Linked DNA regions of Oryctolagus cuniculus: region 2 is linked to region 1. The links are chromatin contacts, called in public Micro-C maps. All regions are on one chromosome and are shown on one strand. Each heading gives the region's core, a stretch centred on a gene start, on an enhancer-like site or on the middle of the called end of the contact. The rest is flanking DNA. Distances are from core to core; before and after follow the strand shown. Region 1 holds the start of GTPBP6 (GTP binding protein 6 (putative)). Region 2 holds the start of PRMT2 (protein arginine methyltransferase 2).

Evidence for each region. A called contact is a pair of places that touch in the nucleus more often than the background predicts.
Region 2: a Micro-C map of ear pinna shows a contact between it and region 1, with 9 times the contacts expected there. The contact joins the promoter of PRMT2 here to the promoter of GTPBP6 in region 1. A contact is called at or near these places in 2 of 6 Hi-C or Micro-C datasets (ear pinna and an unstated tissue).

The regions. Positions count from the first base shown.
Region 1 is chr4:25,867-31,655 of mOryCun1.1, reverse strand. GTPBP6 (GTP binding protein 6 (putative)) reads left to right here and starts at 3,153. Exons shown (of 10, transcript XM_002716856.5): 1 at 3,153-3,539; 2 at 5,243-5,380. The coding sequence starts at 3,200. It overlaps LOC138849216 (a long non-coding RNA gene), which reads right to left and starts at 3,440. Exons shown (of 5, transcript XR_011387652.1): 1 at 3,303-3,440; 2 at 546-704.
Region 2 is chr4:202,189-208,523 of mOryCun1.1, reverse strand. PRMT2 (protein arginine methyltransferase 2) reads left to right here and starts at 2,860. Exons shown (of 11, transcript XM_070071717.1): 1 at 2,860-3,003; 2 at 4,503-4,603. The coding sequence starts at 4,565. LOC108178025 (a long non-coding RNA gene) reads right to left here and starts at 2,883. Exons shown (of 2, transcript XR_001794746.3): 1 at 2,712-2,883.

The sequences.
Region 1 (5,789 bases), core at 1,904-4,403:
CACAGCGCTGGCCCCAATAAATCTTGGAAAAAAAAAAAGACAGTCTTTTCCACAAATGGTGCTGGACCAATTGGGCCTCCATTAGTAAGAAAATGAGTCTACACCCTTCACAGAAATTAAAATGAGCCACAGCCCTAAACATAATACACAGAGCTGGAAAACTAGGAGACAGCAGGAGGAGCCGGCATTATGGCACAGCAGGTTAAGCCATGGCTTGTGATGCTGGCAACCATGTCAAAGTTCAGCTGGCCTGACCACATGTGTGTTGCTGGCAGTCTGGGTAAAGGGTGTTGGCAGCAATAAAATCCTCAAAAGCTCACAAACCTCCCACGCCCCAGAGCAGCCCCTGGGGTCTACATCCAGCTTCTAACACTAATAAGCTGCCAGTCACAAGAAAAGGGCAAGGCCAGTGACATCCAGCTGTTTATTTTCATGGTGAAGTCAGCAGCCTGGAAACTGTTTGCCACCAGTCAGCACGGCTGTCTGCCACATCAGTGCTTTCCGCCTCAGCCCACGTACGTGTAGAACAAAGTCAGGTTGCTAACCTTGCTTTCCAAACAGCTGCACGAGAAAATGTGCTCTTGGTACCTAGTGAGGCCAGGTTCCAGCAGTTTTCCAGCATCCCATTGGCAGATGCCAATCACCCTGACTGCAGCTCACAGCCTCCATCTCTGTGTCTCACCAATGCAGGGGCAGATCTTGTCCTAAAACACAAGAGAATCAAACTCTCAGCAAACAAGCTCCCTGCCCATGCATACCTGGGAGGCGGCAGGGGACGGCTCAGGTCCTTGTACACCTGCTGCACTGTGGGAGACGTGGATGGAGCTCCTGGCTTCAGCCTGGGCCAGTGGTGCCTGCTGCAGGTTTGCAGAGCCAATCCGTGGATGGAACATCTTGGTCTCTGTACCTCTCCAATAAAATAGTTTTAAAATGAAAACAGCCACAGGCTGGCGCCGTGGCTCGCTAGGTTAATCCTCTGCCTGCGGCACCAGCATCCCATCTGGGCACCGGGTTCTAGTCCCGGTTGCTCCTCTTCCAGTCCAGCTCTCTGCTGTGGCCTGGGAGGGCCGTAGAGGATGGCCCAAGTGCTTGGATCCCTGCACCCACATGGGAGACCAGGAGGAAGCACCTGGCTCCTGTCTTCGGATTGGCGTAGCTCCGGCCGTAGCGGCCATTTGGGGAGTGAACCAACGGAAGGAAGACCTTTCTCTCTGTCTCCCTCTCTGTCTATAACTCTGTCAAATAAAAATAAAATAAAATAAAATAAAACAGCCACTCACAACCTGCCTGCTCCCATCAGGGCTGTGGACCACAGAGTGCCTGGGACAGGTAAAGCTTTGCCAGGTTCACGAGGATGGAAAGGCAAATCGGATTTTGCGTGAACACCTTTTAGCTACGGTTTTTTTTTTTTTCAGTCTTAATTATGAAGTCAATGATGGATCTTTAAAAAAAATGCTAGTACCCTAACATTGAGTAAATCAAACACGCTTATTATTTTTTTCTATTTATTTTGTTTTTAAATTTTATTTAAGGCATACAGATGTCATGTATTTCAATACCCAGATGCAAGAACACAGTGACACTTCTCACGCTCCCTCGGCCTCCCTTTCCTAGTCCCACTCTTCACGAAGATCTATTCAAGACCCTCCGGGGCCGGCGCCGCGGCTCACTAGGCTAATCCTCCGCCTAGCGGCGCCGGCACACCGGGTTCTAGTCCCGGTCGGGGCGCCGGAATCTGTCCCGGTTGCCCCTCTTCCAGGCCAGCCCTCTGCTGTGGCCAGGGAGTGCAGTGGAGGATGGCCCAGGTGCTTGGGCCCTGCACCCCATGGGAGACCAGGAAAAGCACCTGGCTCCTGGCTCCTGCCATCGGATCAGCGCGGTGCGCCGGCAGCAGCGCGCCGGCCGCGGCGGCCATTGGAGGGTGAACCAACGGCAAAGGAAGACCTTTCTCTCTGTCTCTCTCTCTCTCACTGTCCACTCTGCCTGTCAAAAAAATAAAAAAAAAAAAAAAAAAAAAAAAGACCCTCCGGGATGCTAAAATGCATCAGCGTTCAGGGATCTGGCCGGGCGGGGCAGGGAAGGACGGGGCCGCGCAGACACAGCGCCAGGAACGGGACTAGTCCGTCCCCAAACCACGCAGCCTGGGCAGGAGGCCGCCTCTGGCCCCACTGCCTCTCCAGGTGCTGCAGCTGGGCCAGCACGAGCTTGCTCGCCAAGGTGGCTGGGGGGAGACACGGGGTAGGGGAAGATGTGCGCAGGGGCGTCGAGGGGAGAGATGCACCCCGGGGAGGGGATGCCCACGCGGGGGTGGATACACGGAGGTCCCCCTGGCATCTGGGAGCACAGAACTCCCCCCTACGAACTGACGCACTCGGGGCAAGGCCAGGGACGGAGGCGACCCCGGCCCTCACCCCCTCCGACCTGAGGTTCGCTTCCAGCTCGGTCTCCCCCAGCAGAGACAGGGAAGGGGGGTAGGGAGGGGGACAGGAGCAGTTGCTGGTAAGGATGGGCCGGGAGCCCCGACCTCCAGGCCAAGGCTGACCCCTTCCGGGCCTCACGCTCTGAGGGGGCAAGACCGGGGGCTCAGGGCAGGGTTCAGGACCAAATGCACCCTCCGGCTTCCCCAAGCAGGCCCCTGGCCAAGACACTCCCGCTTCCGACCCCGCCCCTTAGACCCTGCCCGGAGACCCTCACGCAGCGTCCTGTCAGCTGAGGGGGCGGGAGCACCGCGTCCTTGCCACACAGACACTTCTGACCCGGGCTCGGATCAAGCTGTGGAGCCCCGGACCTCTGGTGGGACGCGGGCCAGGGTCAGCGATCTGGCCGCAAACGGCACACATCAGCGACCAGCTCCACCCAAGGAATCAGTCCCCACGGCTCGCGACGGCCAGTCAGAATCACGTGGCTCGGGCCGACCAATGAACAGCCCGTGTAAGAAAGGGCCCGCCCCCCCACCTCGTTACGCGCAGGCGCGGTCTTCGGTTCCGCCCCTCCTGGGAAGCACGGCCTGAGGCCCCGCCTCCCTCCAGGCAGTGAGTGACAATGCCCTGAGGTCCCGCCCCCTCGCTTTGCGCGTGCTCGCGGCGTGAGGGCTCCTCCCCTTACGTCAGGCGGGCCACCGCCTGCCTCCCCGCCCCTCCCAGTCACGCACGTGGTCGCCTGCGGCCCCGCCCCCCCTTGCCGAGCACGCTCTCGCTGCATGTGGGCCCTGCGGGCCGCCGTCCGCCCGCTGCTCCCGCGGTCCCGCGCGTGCCGCGGCCTCCCTACTCCTAGGGCCGCGCCGCCACAGCCCCGCCACTCACGCGCGCTCGCCGCCTTCCGGCCATGGGGTCCAGGGGGGCCAGGAAGCGAGAGATGGGGCCCGAGGACAGAGGCCCCGAAAAGCCCCGCAGGAGAGGACGAGGGGGATCCCGAAGGTGCGGAGGAAGAGGAGGAAGAGCTGCTGAGGAGAGACCCTCTGTTGCCTTCAGGGACCCAGCGCGTGTGCTTAGTGCACCCTGATGTCAAGTGGGGAGCGGGGAAGCCGCAGCTGACTAGAGGTGACCGGGGCCGCCGCGAGGGGCGGGGCCTCTGGTGACGGGCGCTCATTGGGGCGGGGCCCCAGGGGCGGGGCCTCGGGGAGGCGCTCATTGGGGCGGGGACACGGGAGTGTGGCCTCGGGAGGTGCTTATTGGGGCAGAGACGCCTGTCGTAGGGGTGTGGCTACAGGGGCGGGAACCGCTGGTGGGCGGGGCCTCCGCTGCACCGAACAAATGTTTGGGAGTCCCGCGACGCGGGCAGTGCCCAGGGTCCTCCGGCGCCCTCGGGAAGGGAGGGAAGTGCTAGGTAACTGCCGGAGCCTGCTGAGTGGTGCTTTCCCTCACTGGCCAGGGTCTTCCTTATCGGGGGTGCCTCCGGAACCCTGAAGTCCTGTGAAACCCTTGACACTCCCCGGCTCTGAATCGGCTTAGGCACCCGCCTCCCCTCCCCCACCCACTTCGCTCCTAAGCCAACCCCCGACCCGCAGCTGCCCTCTCGCGCATCCGATCCCGGGACTCCTGTGCCCCCTTGCCTGCCCCCTCCTCCCCCCCAACAAAGCAGCCCCCCCGCCTGCTGCCCCTCACCCCGTTCTGGCGTTTGCACGTCCAGAAACAAGAATCCTGAGCCCAGCAAGATTTTGCCCGGGGCAGGGGATGTCCTAACTTGCAAGCCTCTACCAGACTCCTGCACCTGCCTGGAGCTGCCCACCTGGCACGCCAGGTGCCCACAGGGACCCAGCCAGGTGTGGAGTAGGATCATATGCACCGGAGTTTGGGGCAGTGGTCCCAGGACCCTCAAAAGGCCAGGCTTTGGGGGCTCTTCCTTTAGGATTGAACATTTTAAAACCTTGAATCTTGCAACTCCTATCTCCCCCTCTGGTTCCAGAACATTCTCGCTCACCTCCCCCCCCCCCCCCCCCAAGGGAGACCCTGTTCTTGTCCATCAGCAGGCAGCGCCGCTCCTCAGCCCTGGCCACTGCGAACCCACTCTCAGCTCTGCCCGGACATTTCCGGTCTACAGTGGGGTCTCTCGTTGTGGCCTCCTGGGTACTCCCAGGCACGTGGCCCTGCCTCTCCATTCTGCCAGCCCTTCCTGGCTGCTGTCCATCTCCCACAAGCCATGACCACCTCAGGACTAGGTTTTGAGTGTTGGCCACCTGCAGAGACCTGTAGGGGTGGAAGTGCGGGGTCCCACGTGGACTTCTGTGCACACCTAGGGGAGGGGGTCGCTCTGGGGGTCTGGGGCGGAAGTGGAAGCTGGGGCATGGACCCAGTGGGGAGGGGCAATGGGCGAGGACCTCCTGCAGGGAGGGGCAGGGTGGCCAGGAATTTACAGCTAGGCTTGAGGTTTAAGGACCCTCCCAGGGTCTGACCTGAATACAAAAGACTGGGGACCCCTGTGGGGCCACCCCAAAGACATGTGCTCCCCAAGGCAGATAGGATGCCACCCCTGCCCTCCCCCCAAGTCCAGGCCCCTTCCACCACCCACAGGTGGCTGCTTTGTTCCCTGTTCCCTTTCCCGCTATGACCCCAGCCCCCTCCTGTCCCCCCTTCCTGCTGTCACTACCATCACATCCAAGCCGTGCCTCAGCACTGCAGTTGCTGCCTTCTCAGAGGACCCTTTCGCAGATGGACACCGGCCAGGTCACCCCGGGGCAGGCGCAGCCGGGGCCCAGGCCTTCCCTGGGGAGGTGAATCCACAGCGGCTGTGTGCTCCCCCACAGCTGAGTGGCAGGTGGCAGAGGCGGTGGCACTGGTGCGCTCGCTGGATGGCTGGTCCGTGGTGCTGACCCTGGTTGTGCCCACCAAGACCCCTGAGCGGAAGCTCATCTTTGGCAGAGGGAACTTGGAGCGCCTTACAGGTGAGTCTGCCTCCTTCCCCACTCCGCTCCTGCCCCTGCCCCCAAGAACAAGAGGTCAGGGACCCCCTGGGTCAAGGGAGCAGCACAGGGTCCCTTCGCTGGGGAGGGGGCTGCACCTGCTGCGGGCCTGGGGTTGAGGTTTCTGCCAAGGGCGCTCAGCTCTGGGGGTGGGGGTGGAAGCTGCACCTGCTGTGACTCCCTGGCAGCCATCCCCCCAAGTTCTCACTCAGTGCGCCACGAGGCAGGATTCTGCAGAGACCCCTGCTCGCCTCAGCTGCTGGAGACCTCCCCAACCTTGCTGGAGGCTGAGGGTGGAGCTTGGGGGCAGGGATGACAGCTGGGGGTGTGGCAGGGACAGGGCTGGGGTCTGAGGGAGGCAGGGGGCGGGGCAGGGGACAGCAGGAGTTGT
Region 2 (6,335 bases), core at 1,611-4,110, 180 kb before region 1:
GCATTCCTTGGAAGGCCATGGATGCTGGGAATGGTTCTCTTGTGCCTTAGGTTGTGAGAAAGCTCACATCATAGAGGCCTTGGATGTCCTGTTCCAGGATGTTTCCCTCCTTCTCACGAGATATCACCTAAGACAAACGAGCAAAGGTCTGTTGGTCTCACAAGGTGTTCCTCCCCTCCTCGTGAGAGGTAGCTTGATGCATACTGCCACATAGGCAAAACTGCAGATGCGAGTACACACTTGCTGACACAGCAAGGCTGAATGCTATCTGGAGGGAATAAAAGATGCAGGGAGATGCAGAGGTGTTCCTTCTCTGCTCAGGAAGAGGGTCCCATTGTCCCTCCCGCCTTCCTTCTGGTTTTTCCATAATCTCTTGTCTTGGTTGTTCTTTATTCATTGTGCCTTGTCCCCTCTTCACCCTGGAAAAGCTGCTGAGCAGGTCTTCAACATTTCCTTTTTTTTTTTTTTGACAGGCAGAGTGGATATAGAGAGAGAGACAGAGAGAAAGGTCTTCCTTTTGCCGTTGGTTCACCCTCCAATGGCCGCCGCGGCCGGCGCGCTGCGGCCGGCGCACCGCGCTGATCCGATGGCAGGAGCCAGGATCCAGGTGCTTCTCCTGGTCTCCCATGGGGTGCAGGGCCCAAGCACCTGGGCCATCCTCCACTGCACTCCCTGGCCACAGCAGAGAGCTGGCCTGGAAGAGGGGCAACCGGGACAGAATCCGGCGCCCCGACCGGGACTAGAACCCGGTGTGCCGGCGCCGCTAGGCGGAGGATTAGCCTAGTGAGCTGCGGCGCCGGCCCCAACATTTCCTTTTTAAGTATTGGATTTGTTTCACTCTTACCTCTTTTTGGGTGTCTATTAACATGGCAGAATCTCTTATGTGCTGCTGTTTTCTCATTTTCCTCTCTGCCACAGTCTGGATAAATTCTTTAGATTTGTTTTTGTGTTCTGTTATCAGCTCCTGTCTGCTGTGCTAGTTCAGGCAGTGCTATGCTTTCAGCTGTAGGTTGTCTATTTAATTTTCTAAAAAACATATCCCATACTATAAGTGAATTTTCCTTTTCATGTCCATTTTCTTCATCATTTCCTTGAAAACCTTCAACATAGTAATTTTCAGCATTTTAAAGTACATGTCTGCTAACTCATCTTGATGATCTATGTGACATTTCTATTCAAAGCTTTTTCCTCATAATTATAGTTCACATTTTCCTGTTTCTTCACATGCCTAGCAATTTTACTGTATGTTGGAAATATGCCTAAAAGAACCAAACAAATTCCATATGGTATCATCTATCAGTGAGGGAACCTTATCTTCTTTTAAGCTGTGTGGGGCCTGAACACCTCAGGACAGCAAGGGATTGGGCTGGGTGGTGACAACACACAGTTCCAACAAGACCTGGACTTTTTTGTTGTCTTTTAAAAAAAGATTTATTAATGTATTTGAAAGGCAATTTTAGAGAGAGGGAGGGTAGAAAGGAAAGGGGAGGGGTCGGGAAAGAGAGGGGTGGGGAGAGAGAGAGAAATACATGGATTTCCATCTGCTGGTTCACTCTGCAAATGGCCACTGCAGCCAGGGCAGGGCCAGGCCAAAGCCAGTAGCCCAGAATTCCATCTGGGTGTCTCACGTGGTTGGCAGGAGCCCAATCACTTGGGCCAGCTTTTGCTGCTTTTCTAGTGCATTAGCAGGGAACTGGATCGCAGGTTGAGCAGCTAGCACTCAAAAGAGCACTGCACTCATATGCGATGTCTGCATTGCAGGAGGTGGCGTAACTGGCTGGGGCACAATGCCCACCCCAAGCCTGGACTTCACTCCTGGACTTCTCATTGAGAACTGCTTTTCTCGCCCTGACTGACAGGTTTTGGCTTAGCACGAGCCTCCTGAGGGAGAAGGCTGGTGCGATTTCACTCTACCACGCAGGTCAAGACCTGCCTGTTTGCTCTTCTCATTTCCAATCCATCATGCCAGCCCACAAGCATCAGAAGCCCCTGTGGACCCCCTGCCAGGGCCGTGCCTGTGTGCTGCTGATGCAGACCATTAGGTGTGCGTCTGCCTCAGCAGGTGCGCTGGGAGGGGCTGGTATTTTAGGTTGTTGTGTAGATTATGGGAGGCTGCCCTGCACTAGACCCAAAAGACCAAACCATTATGGACTCACTGATGCCCCAAGTCCAAGTCACCAAGCTGAAAGCAGAATGTTTATCTGACTTCTGAGAGCACAGAGGCAGGGAGGGAGAGGCCACATTCCCAGACAGGCCAGATGTGGCAGGAAAGTAACTTGGAAATTCCTCTTTTGTCTGTTTCTGCTCTCCTCAGCCCTCTGTCTATTAAACTAACATCTGCTCAGCTCACTAGAACGCTCATTTAGAACAGGGTGTTGACTGAATCTAGAATTGCACACAAAACCCAATCAGACCTTCAAGTTGAATGTTTTTTATACATTCGTCTCACCCTGTGCGACCACACAGCTCTGGGGCCGCTCTCCCAGCTGGGGCAGGGACGGCAGTCCGCCTTCCGGTAACCCCGGGCTTCTGGCGGGGGAAACCCTACTTGACCGCGGCGCTCCCGGCGTCCAGACCCGGTCCACACGGACAACGGAAGGTCCCTGAATTACCACAAGAAAACCCCAATCGGGGTCTTGGGCCAGCAACACGCTGCCCACAGCTGCCGCGCACCGCGTCCGACCCCCAGCCCTCCGCCCCCGTCTACGTACCCGCGCCCGTTCCCGGCGTCCGACTCCCGCCCCGGCCGGCTGTGGGCACGGGAGCCGGTTCCTCACACGGGCTGACGACGCAACTCGGCTCTACCCCGCAGAAGGCGTAGCCTGTGGAGTGCGCCTGCGCGGTAGGATGGCCCCGCCTCGGGGCGGGGCCTCCCCTGGGCGCGGCTCGTGCGCACTGCGCCTGCGCAGGCCGAGGGCGGTGGCTCTGGCTCCCGGTGGGGAACCGTCAGCCCCTACGTGCTGGTGGCGTGGATGTGCAACTCGGCGGGGAGAAGCGACTGAGGTAGGTGTCCTGGTGGACCCAGCGTAGGAGGCTGGGCTGCACTTGAGGCAGGACTTGTAGGGTGAGGGGGTCCTCGCCCCCCGTGTGCGTCGCTGGCCGACTGAAGCCTCCGTCTCCTCCTGGGACCCCCGAGCGCCCTCCCGGTTCCTCGGCTCTGCGCTGTAGCGGCTGTCCGCGAGCTCCGCGCCTGCCCCACCCCGTTGCCCCGCCCCTCTCCGACGCCCCGCCTTTTCCCTACGCGGCACCACGCCCACCGGAGGCCCCGCCCCTCTCCGGGGCCCCGCCCCTCTCCTGCGCCACGCCTACCAGCGGCCCCGCCCCTCTTCGGGGCCCCACCCTGGCCGAGCTACGCCCCTCGCGGCGCCACGCCCCCTCGGCCCGGGCCAGCCGCGCCGCTCCCGGGTCTCCCTCCCTCCCTCCCGTCAGGTCTCTTCCAGAGCTCCGCCCTAGCCACGTCCCTCCCCGCAGGCACGCCCCTCCCGGCGCACGCCCCTCCCCGCAGGCACGCCCCTCATGGCGCACGCCCCTCCCGCAGGCACGCCCCTCCCGGCGCACGCCCCCTCGGCCCGGGCCGGCCGCGCCGCTCCCGGGTCTCCCTCCCTCCCTCCCGTCAGGTCTCTCCCAGAGCTCCGCCCTAGCCACGCCCCTCCCTCAGGCACGCCCCTCCCTCAGGCACGCCCCTCGCGGCGCCACGCCCCCTCGGCCCGGGCCGGCCGCGCCGCTCCCGGGGCTCCCTCCCTCCCTCCCATCAGGTCTCTCCCAGAGCTCCGCCCTAGCCACGCCCCTCCCTCAGGCACGCCCCTCGCGGCGCCACGCCCCCTCGGCCCGGGCCAGCCGCGCCGCTCCCGGGGCTCCCTCCCTCCCTCCCGTCAGGTCTCTCCCAGAGCTCCGCCCTAGCCACGCCCCTCCCCGCAGGCACGCCCCTCCCGGCGCACGCCCCTCCCGGCGCACGCCCCTCCCCGCAGGCACGCCCCTCGCGGCGCCACGCCCCCTCGGCCCGGGCCGGCCGCGCCGCTCCCGGGGCTCCCTCCCTCCCTCCCGTCAGGTCTCTCCCAGAGCTGCCTCGGCCCCGGCGTCAGATCCGGGCCGCACCCTCGCGCCGTCGTAGGTGGGCCCAGGTTTCCAGCGGAGTTAGTAGTTACGGTTCCAGGAATCACGAGAGTAGGGTCAGGCCTGTTTGTAGGCGAGGCGTGCGTTCTATAGGAGTGTGGCGCTGGCAGGCGCGGGGGAGCTGAGGAGAGGCGGGGGGCTCCGTCCCAGGGCGACCCCAGGAGCGCCCGGGCCAGCCCGGGACGCGCGTGTGCCTGTGCCGCTTGTGGTGCTTTCGATGGGCCTTGTAGAACTGAGGGTGAGTTTCATCTCCACACCGCGGCGCACGCGTAGGTTGGTTTCACTTGGGTCGGGGACCTTTCTAGTGTGCCTCAGAAGTTAAATGGATTTGATTGTCAAGCGGTGTAACAGCCCTCTCCCCCTCTCCCCCTCCCTCTCTCTCTCAGTAGAAACGAGGAGGAGAAAATGAAATAATAAAGGCAGCAGGTATGAGGCAGAGCCCGAGGGAACTATGGCCACGTCAGGTGACTGCCCCGGGAGTGAGTCTCAGGTAATTTTGTCTGCAGTGTAAGAACTCGTGCCCAACGAGCGTGAATGTGACAGAAACAAGTGTCAGCTCACAAGCCAGGAGCGTCACTTGTGTCCTTGAAGGTGGCCCCCACAGCGGGCTGCTTCCGTTGAAAGAGCGTTGAGGTACAGGGTTGCAGATGGCGTTCCCGTGCTGGTGCTGGAAACATGTCTAGGGAGTACTTCCGGTGGTCAGAACACGGGGTCCTCTGCACACCTGCATCCAGCGTGGGAGTGCCTGGCTTCAGGTGCTGGCTTGGCTCCTGATGCCAGCTTTCTGCTGTGGTGCACCCTGGGAGGCAGCAGGTGATGGCTCAAATAGCGGGATATCTGCCACCCTCATGGGAGACCCAGATTGAATTCCTGGCTCCTGTCTTTGCCTGGTCCAAAGCCCTGCTGTTGTGGGCATTTGGAGAATGAACCAGCACATGAGCTTGCTCTCGCTCTCTCTCTCTGTCTCTCTCTACCTTTTAAATAAATAAAATTAAGCACTTAGTAAAAAACAAAAAAAGAAACTGCACACAAAAATATCAGTCACCTAGGACTCAGTTTTGGTGCCTGAACTAGTGAAACTAGCATGCTTTCCTAGCTATTTGATGACACCCAAGTATAATACCAGCCAATTAGAAGAGATACATGTATGCACACTGTTTTCTGCCTGGGCTACACACATAATTTCATTCAAGCTAGCAGTAAAAAAAAGAAAAAAAAAACACGTTAAATTTTAAGGAATGTTGGTTATGTAAAATAAACTAATATTCTAATAGATGTTTTAAAAAATCAAACATTTTGAGCCGGCGCCGTGGCTCAATAGGCTAATCCTCCACCTTGCGGCGCCGGCACACCGGGTTCTAGTCCTGGTTGGGGCGCCGGATTCTGTCCCGGTTGCCCCTCTTCCAGGCCAGCTCTCTGCTATGGCCAGGGAGTGCAGTGGAGGATGGCCCAGGTGCTTGAGCCCTGCACCCCATGGGAGACCAGGAAAAGCACCTGGCTCCTGGCTCCTGCCATCGGATCAGCGCGGTGCACCGGCTGCAGCGGCGGCCATTGGAGGGTGAACCAACGGCAAAGGAAGACCTTTCTCTCTCTGTCTCTCTCTCTCACTGTCCACTCTGCCTGTCAAAAAAAAAAAAAAATTTTTTAGTATCTGTGATTTCAGTTTTAATGCTTTTTCCCCCTTTCATTCTGAAGATCTCCTTTCTTTTTTTTTTATTTTTGATTAAAAAAAATTTTTTTTTGACAGGCAGAGTGGACAGTGAAAGAGAGAGAGACAGAGAGAAAGGTCTTCCTTTTGCCGTTGGTTCAACCTCCAATGGCTGCCACGGCCGGCGCGCTGCGGCCGGTGCACCGCGCTGATCCGAAGCCAGGAGCCAGGTGCTCTCCTGGTCTCCCATGCGGGTGCAGGGCCCAAGCACCTGGGCCATCCTCCACTGCACTCCCTGGCCACAGCAGAGAGCTGGCCTGGAAGAGGGGCAACCAGGACAGAATCCGGCGCCCCAACCGGGACTAGAACCCAGTGTGCCAGTGCCGCAAGGCGGAGGATTAGCCTAGTGAGCCGCAGCACCAGCCCTGAAGATCTCCTTTCAATGGGTTTTTATGGATAGGAATGTTATTTACAGTTGGTTTATTAATCTATTGTCATGAATCATAAAATGTTTTAATCCCATGGACATTGAGGCATTAAAATAATTAGAACATTTATAGAATAGTATTGGAAA